Linked DNA regions of Hordeum vulgare: region 1 is linked to region 2. The links are chromatin contacts, called in public Hi-C maps. All regions are on one chromosome and are shown on one strand. The core of a region is the stretch at or near the end of the contact, and the rest is flanking DNA. Distances in the headings are between cores, read along the strand shown. Region 1 holds the start of LOC123447750 (flavin mononucleotide hydrolase 1, chloroplatic). Region 2 has its middle 63 kb from the start of LOC123451123.

Region 1 (4,021 bases), core at 893-3,392, 170 kb before region 2:
GGAGCAGTTTAATATCTGGTCGCAGTTATGACCAATTAATCAAATATAGTGAAGAAACACGAGAACCGCGGATCCTTGGCCATATCCACCTTTCTGTTCTTAGAGGTGCAATGAAGCATATTATTGCAAGCACTTACCTAGTAGTAGTTTCATTATTCCAATGACAAATAAACATATTGTTTCAAGAATGCATACACATAAACATAAGCCCCAAAATTCTTTAAAAAAATACCCAAGGTGGTAGTATGGCTTTTGTGCCATATTCATCATAAGATGGTGTCCGAGGAATGTTATAAGTCACAAATGAACTGTACAAAGATATATCAAGTCCGTATTTGACAAAAATCAATTCCCCAGTGCTGCTCTTCAAACAATTAAGTTTTAGTTCCACACTGCTGCTCTAAAAACAATTTTTGCCTCATAAAGAACCATGTGGTACGTTATCAGTTACTTTATCCTTCTCTAATGCATTAGTTTTGTTTTTATTTGTACTGCATGTCTATTTCATGGGCGTCAAGTCAAGGTCCGATGGCGCAGAGCACTAAGCTAGGAGTTGTCCTGTGCAGGATTTACTATCAAAATCAGTTAATTAGATAAGTATAGTACTCCCTCCGTTCCTAAATATAAGTCTTTTAAGATAATTCACTAGGAGTCAACATACGGAGCAAAATGAGTGAATCTACACTTTAAAGTATGTCTATATACATCTGTATGTAGTCCACTAGTGAAACCTCTTTAAAGACTTATATTTAGGAACGGAGGGAGTAGATATCTATTTGTTTAGGTGAGTAAATAGGCTTGAATAGAAGATAAGATATGGTTTGCTAGGGAAGGTGGGGTCCTGTTCTAGCATCAAGTTGAAACTTCCTATAGAAGTGACACTATGTACCGATATGGATGAGCCAATGAAAACAGGCATAAACTAGCAAAGAACTACTCCCCGTCTCCAACCTTCTCTTCCTCCCATCCCAGGTACCATGGCCAGCCAACCCTCGCTCCTTGTCTGTACCCTCAACCTTGCCACGTTCATTGGTCTAAGGATCAGAGCCAATCTTAGCACGTGGCAGTTCATAGGTCATATTCGTACAATCTTGTTCTGGAATTAGCAGAAATACCATGATATAGAAAGAAAATAAGTCAAGCTTCTATAATTCTTACCTCATTAATCATCCCCTTCTCAAATTCGGACCACGATGTTGGATGCTTGCTTTCTAGGAGTTCCTTCATGGACATTCTACAAAAAAATGTAGGATCAACTAGAACGGAATGCAGTATTGATAAAGTGGAAAACAAAAGACTTCAACCATACAGTAAATAAGATGCTAATTCAACAGATTCCTTGAGGTACTGAAACATGAGTATGTGCAGAATATAAAACATCACTAACGAATAGCCCTCAACAACCCATTACAGTACAGCCTTCTGTTTCACAGGTCTCTACTCTACTCTGCAATACTGAATACTAACTAATTTTTTTGGTACCACTCTTACATAGTAGTATTTCAATTAACTGGTGTATCGTTTAGCAATTCTTTAGTAAAATTGCAGTAATTCAGTAGCGGATACAACACAGCCTAAGTGAAATTGCTACATAATCCATGATCAAAACACCTAAAATCATCGACGCGACCCCGATTGGCCAGCTTCTTTGCCCACGTCACCACCAAGAACGGACCACGCATTCCGTCGAACATCTAATCGGCGGGGCATGCCTAGACCACACGAATGCATGAATATGAATGGATAGCGATAAACCAAGCTGAGGAATAAGGAGTAGGGGCATGTACGAAACTGGAAGAAGGAGGGGATGTGGTGGTAGAAGGGGTCGCGGACCACGGTGTCCATGACGTCGAATAAGAGCACCGGCATCTTCCTTGGGCGGGACGCCTCCGTCTCTGACGCCACCGCCGCCGCCGTGGCCGTGGCCGCGGGGGCGGGGGCGGGGGCGGAGGAAGACATGGCCGGCAATCGCAGCGAGGAGGAGGAAGCGCGGGCGGTGGGATTGCCGAGGGAGGCAAGGTAGGGTGCGCGAGGGAGCAAGGAGACCATCAAGGAAAGTGCTCGGCGAAGCTAGCAACAGGGCTGGAGGCCGACTGGAAACGACGGACAGAGTAGCAAAGACGCCCGTCCGCCACAAAATAATCCGTACGTGGTTTCGTTGGTTCGTAACCAGTTCCCACTGATCGTTAGAACCCCCTGACCGATTTTTTCCCTCCCTCCAAAAACCACCACCGGTTTTTTCATGCCCAAAAAAAAATGCTTGGTAACAGATAAAACAGCAATCTATCAAGGGGAGTGATCTGCGCCGGCACGCCGGCCCAAACTTTCGGCCGGCCGCGCGCGGGCCGCACGATCCACCAACCTCCACGCGTCCGCACCGTTGGATCCGCATGCAACATTTTTTTCCCTATACAAAAAAATTCGATTTGATGCAGCAATTTTTTCAACGGTTGCAACAAAAAACAAAATTTGTAGCAAAAAAAAATTGTACGTGATTGTAGCAAAAAAACGAAGCTGATGGTACGTGATAGCAAAAGTCAAACGTCGATTGTAACAAATATTTACGTGACGTGTATGCAACTTTTTTAGTGAACGGTTGCAGCAAAACATGATGCCGGTTGCAGCAAAAATTAACACGGTTGTAACAGAAGTAAAAAACATCGATTGTAATGAAAAATCCGACGAACTGGAGTTGCAACCAAACGTATATGCAACTTTTATACTAGGACAAAATATAGTAAAAAAAAATGCTTGCAGCAAAAATGACGCTGGTTGCAACAAATTTAGACGAAAAATGTTGCATCCATTGACCAACGAAGCGCGCGGGACGGAAAAAATGTTGCATGGACCAGCGCGCGAGGGGTGACCGGCGCGTCGGTTCGGCCGGCGCGCCGAATGAAAACGATTCCCATCTATCAAACCTTCCGTATAAACCAGCAATCATATGTCAATCATATCAAACACCAATTCCTTTCCATTTTCCGTTTGGCACCTCCCATGTCAAAAAAAACTTCCATATACAACACCAATCGCATACCAATCATCCCAAACATCAATCGACCATCAATTTCTTTCCACTTTCCGTCACACACTTTCCGTGTCAAAAAATGAACCTTCCATATACAACATCAATTGCATCCCAAACATCAATTGTTTCTTAAAACCGGGGCGGGCGAGGCTTGTTTCTCCGTCCTTCCAAGCCTCGGCGAGGATCATTGGAGGTTAGCATCCGAGCGGACGGGTGAGGCATGTCTTCCATTGAAGCGGGAAGCCTAGGTGCCGCCGCGATAGCGAGCCAAAGGTCAGCAGCCACAATCAGCGGTACCTTTATGTGTCCGAAGACTATAGTGGTCATAGTTCAGTTTACCCGAACACTAGGCTACAAATTATTAATCCCCATAGCTCCCCATGGTATCTTAAGTGCAAAATTGTGCCTTCGAGGCACATACTTTGTTGGAGGTGAGGTGCTGCTATGGGGAGAGTATCCCTATTTACCTGGAGTGATATGTAACTGCAACGGGGCGCAAGCTCGCTTATGCTCCTTGATGGTTAGCTTTGACTTGAGAGCCACGTCTCTGGCCTGTACTTCGGCTGCCAAAGTCGCGGTGTGTTCCTCGGTCCGGAGGGGTCGCTAGGTGTTACCATTGACTGTAGTGACACCCTTAGGTCATGGCATCTTCAGCTTGAGGTATGCATAATGTGGGACGAAATTAAAGAGAGTGAACGTTGTACAGCCCAAGAGTGCATGGTACCTGCTGCAGAAGGGGATAATGTCGAATATCAAATCTTCGCTATGAAAGTTTACTAAAAGAGCTCCTACTAGTAAAAAAGTTAATTCTATTGAAGAAATTGATGCTTTGAGTGATAAAGTTGATGCTTTTATGAAATTGGTTGCTAGTAAACATGATCCTATTGATCCTAATGATGTGTCTTTGTCTACTTTGATTGAGCAAAATAATGATCCTGTAGATATGAATTTTGTCTCGCGAAACAACTTTAATAATAATGCTTATTGGGGCAA
Region 2 (4,090 bases), core at 665-3,164:
TGCCACCTTCTTCCCTGACGTCGCCATGCCGTCGCGCTCCCAGAGCAGCTCGGGCTTCCTTGCCGTCCGCCACTGTCCCTTCGGCATGTTCTACCAAATTCGCTCCGATGACATGCGCCTCGGACTCAGCACCTTCGAGATCGCCCATGAGTCCGCCGACGCAAACGACGCGGCGGCTTGACGCCCCCAGCGTCCTCAAGCGACATTTTCATGTGACAGCGCTCGCACGAAGTCGTGCCTCCCCCGCGCGTGGTCACCGAGTAGGACCGCCGCGTCCAGGGCAATCGGGAGCGCCGCCTCTTGATCGGCAAGAGGACGAGGCCGCCATGGCAGAGTGGCGCGCCACCCAAACATTGTCGTAGTCGAGAATGGGTTCTGGGCGAGCAGGAGGGCGGAGCAAGCCGCGCAACGTCAGGAAAAGCGTAGGTGCAAGCTACTAGCGCTTTCCCAGATGGGGAACCCGGACACGACCTGGGACTCGAACGATGAGCGGTGGAAGGACGAGATGCTACCAACGACGGACTAAAGCAATGAGGAGGAGGAGGAGTAGTCTAGATGTACTTTATTTTATTAGTATGCTTTATGAATTTCAATTTGTTTGTTAGTTTGTATCTGAATTTCAATATTTGTTGATGAACTAGTTGATTTTTTTTGTATGTTTGAACACGCGCGATGTATTGAAGATTTGTTGTTGTGTTCCGCGCGTGCTGTAAATTTAACGCGTCTGCTGAAGTTATAACGTCGTGTAGTACTTTACAACGTCTAAAAGCAAGTACAATAAAGCTAAGTCAGCTGACTATAAGGAATAAACTAATATATTTTTGTTTAGTTAGAGGAAAGAGAAGAAGAGAGAGAAGGTAAGCGGGCTCTTAGCTAAGAGCCAGCTCTAGCATGCGCTCTTAGGCATTTTATGAGTATGAAAGGTGGACCATATAATAAAAAAGTAGTACACTTTTGCAATGAACTATTGTACATGTTGGCTATAAGACGGACTATAGATGACATGTCAATGGCTTATAGCCAGCAGCTGGCTATACTATTGTACTTGCTCTAACGGAGCAAACGTCCTGCTGCGCGTTAAAAATGATATTTCAATGCTGTAAAAATAATTTAAGGTGCCGCACGAAGATGCTCGAACTATGCGAGCTACACCAATTCGCACGACAGTGGTGGAGCATTCGGTATTGGTGTCCATATGGTCTCAAAAGCTCCTCGAACGACGTATCTCCGTGATATGACAGGCTTGGTACCCTATGTGTGACGTATTTTCTCTACTTTCGCGTTTCAAATCTGCATTGTCAATCCTCAAAAGAAAACCCAAATGATCAACTGGCGACTCACTCTGGTCTTAGTTGGGATGGTGATCCACCCCTTTTCTTTTGCCTTTTGTAATAAACGATGTAACACTGATGGCTAAGCAATAAAAAACCGAGGTTTCAAAATGGAAAAAGTAACACCGTCGACGTTTTTACATCAAGAATTGTCATACAAAAAAATTCCAGAAAACTAAAATTTATCATTTAAACAGAAAGTTGTCATGCTTCATAACAAAAGTTGTCATTCTCGGTTAACTAAATTTATTCTTAAAAATGTCAAGATTCAATTACTTTATGACACACGTATGACATTTATCAGGGTCCAAGAAAAAAAAACGCATTTCAAGTGGCCAAGAAATAAACATACGTATTTATACAGTCCACGTAGTCCATGATTCCTCGTGGGACTCTCACCGGTCATTTTCAGTGACTTTTTAGAGATCGATGACTGATCTGAAGCCACTGATACGCAATTACTCATCGGTAGGACTTCACGTAATAGGCAAATATTCTTATTTATATTCGTGGGAACAAGGGCTGGCCGGTACGAATAACGGCGCCAGTCCAGTCGTCGGTCTGGCCGGTAGCTTTGCATGCTTCAAGCACTCCATCAATCTATTTCCGTACCAGTCATATTCTGTCATCTATCAGACCTTTTTCTGTCCAGTCATTTGAACGATCTTGCTTATACTGTCAAGTCGCTTTGTACCTACCAGTTCCAAAGGTAGGGTTGACACTTAATCCTGCCGCGCCAATAGGCACCGTTTTGTGTGTGGAGCTCTGCTACACATATGTGTGTGTCTGTGTGTTTTGAAAATAAACCTTATATCAATTAATATAAAGACTGACAATCGATCATAATGCAATACGTCCAACTATTTTTATAGGAAAAAAACAAACATATTATACAAATTCATTAAAAATACAAAACATCTCATTCATAATAAAAACTAGAAGGGTCGTGCACACTGTGTTGATGCTTTTGTGTTATCCGGATGTCTCTAAAAATCGGTTTGACGCGAGAGGAAGGATGGTGTATGTTTTTTTTATAATGAGGTATTTTGGCTATCTCATGTATTATATTCAGCGGCAACGTGAGCCCCACGCAAGCTGGATCGTCGCCTAGGGCATGGACAAAAGTGGATTTTTTTTCACTGTTTTGATCCTAGGGGTGTAAGTTAATCACGCAACGAACTCGTTTCGAAAGAATTTCACGTTCTGACCCTTTTGAAAACGCCAGAAATCGTGGCGTTGCAGGCCTTATGCGAAACGCGAGTCTACTGGACGTTGCAGGCCTCATGTGCAACGCCAGTCTACTGAACGTTGCAGACCTTAGTAGAAACGCCAATGAGGCTGGCGTTGCAGGGGGGCTATGTAACTACCCCGCGCGCCCCTTCGTCCACCTCCTATTCTTTCCTTCTTCCTCCACGAAAAAGCTCTCCCTCCTCCTCCAGATCCCCCCTTCGATCTCCCTCCTCCCCCAACCGTTTTGTTGGTTCTTTGGGGCAAATCGAAGAGGCCGGTAAGCTCCTCCAATCCCTCGTCCTACGTGACCGGGATTGGAGGAGCTTACCGGCCTCTTCGATTTGCCCCAAAGAACCAACTAAAAGGTTGAGGGAGGAGGGAGATCGAAGGGGGAGATCTTGAGGACAAGGGAGAGCTTTTTCGTGCAAAGAAGAACAAGAGGAGAGGAGCAATGGAGGTTGGTGGGTGAGGGGGTCGGGGTGGCAGAATATAAAGGCAAGAAACGCCATAGCAACTGGCGTTTCACCTCAGGTCTACAACGCCACAATAGACAGGCGTTTCGCCTCAGGTCTGCAACGCCACATTAGACAGGCGTTCCTACGAAGGTCTGCAACGCCACTGTAGAGTGACGTTTCATAACAGGTCTGCAACGCCACGACCTATGGCGTTTCAAAAAAGGGTCAAAACATGAAATTCTTTCGAAACGAGTTCGTTGCGTGATTAACTTGCACCCCTAGGATCAAAATAGTGAAAAAATCCGACAAAAGTTGCTTCCTTGACTGTAGCTAAGGCCATCGCCTAGGGCATGGACAAAAATTGCTTCTATGAATGTAGCTACGGTGCTATAGGGGGCTACCCTCGTCCATCATTTTGTCCTTGCTCCGCTACTGATTATATTTGGTGCTATAGTGTCACCTGTTGATGATTCTTTTTTGCAGGTCAAGAGAAGGTGTTGGGGACTCATGTCTTTTCCGAGGGCGGTTCTTACGACTTGGTCAAAATCAAGAACCAAATTCCAAATTGAAAAGCTTAATCAAAATCGTTGACCCAATCAAAATTGTGAACCATATCAAAAAAAATTTAACACCTCAATTGAATAAAGCTATCACTAGTAGAAAAAAGTGCTTTCGTCCCAGCTCGATTTACACATTAGTCCCGGTTCCATTACAAACCGGGACTAATGTTAGAATTAGTCCCAGTTCGATCGGCAAGGGCGCCAGTCGGGCATTAGTCCCGGTTCAAATGGGACCTTTAGTCCCGGTTCGTGTCTCGAACCGGGACTAAAGGGTTTGGAGGCTTTAGTTCCGGTTTAAATGAGACCTTTAGTCCCGGTTCGTGTCTTGAACCGGGACAAAAGTGTTTGGAGGCTTTAATCCCGGTTCATGTCTTGAACCGGGACTAAAGGGTAGACCTCTACCCTTTAGTCCCAGTTCGAGACACGAACCGGGACTAAAGGGGTTCAGATTTTTTTCCTGTTTTTAAATTTTTGTTTTAAATTGCTTATATCTTTTAAGATATTTGATGTTTTT

What was found. Hi-C and Micro-C count contacts between places; a contact is called where the count stands out from the background.
Region 1: a contact with region 2 is called in a Hi-C map of leaf, with 6 times the contacts expected there. The contact joins the promoter of LOC123447750 here to the enhancer-like site in region 2. A contact is called at or near these places in 2 of 6 Hi-C or Micro-C datasets (leaf and seedling).

What each region holds. Positions count from the first base shown.
Region 1 is chr4H:36,353,696-36,357,716 of MorexV3_pseudomolecules_assembly, reverse strand. It overlaps LOC123447750 (flavin mononucleotide hydrolase 1, chloroplatic), which reads right to left and starts at 2,142. Exons shown (of 7, transcript XM_045124403.1): 1 at 1,793-2,142; 2 at 1,159-1,234. The coding sequence starts at 2,049.
Region 2 is chr4H:36,179,610-36,183,699 of MorexV3_pseudomolecules_assembly, reverse strand. No RefSeq gene overlaps it. Among protein-coding and RNA genes, the nearest start is that of LOC123451123, 63 kb to the left of the region's middle. Within about 2 kb of position 1,914, at least 1 of the 3 cell types and tissues checked has open chromatin away from gene starts, as enhancers often do. A contact at or near this core is called in leaf, where this site is marked.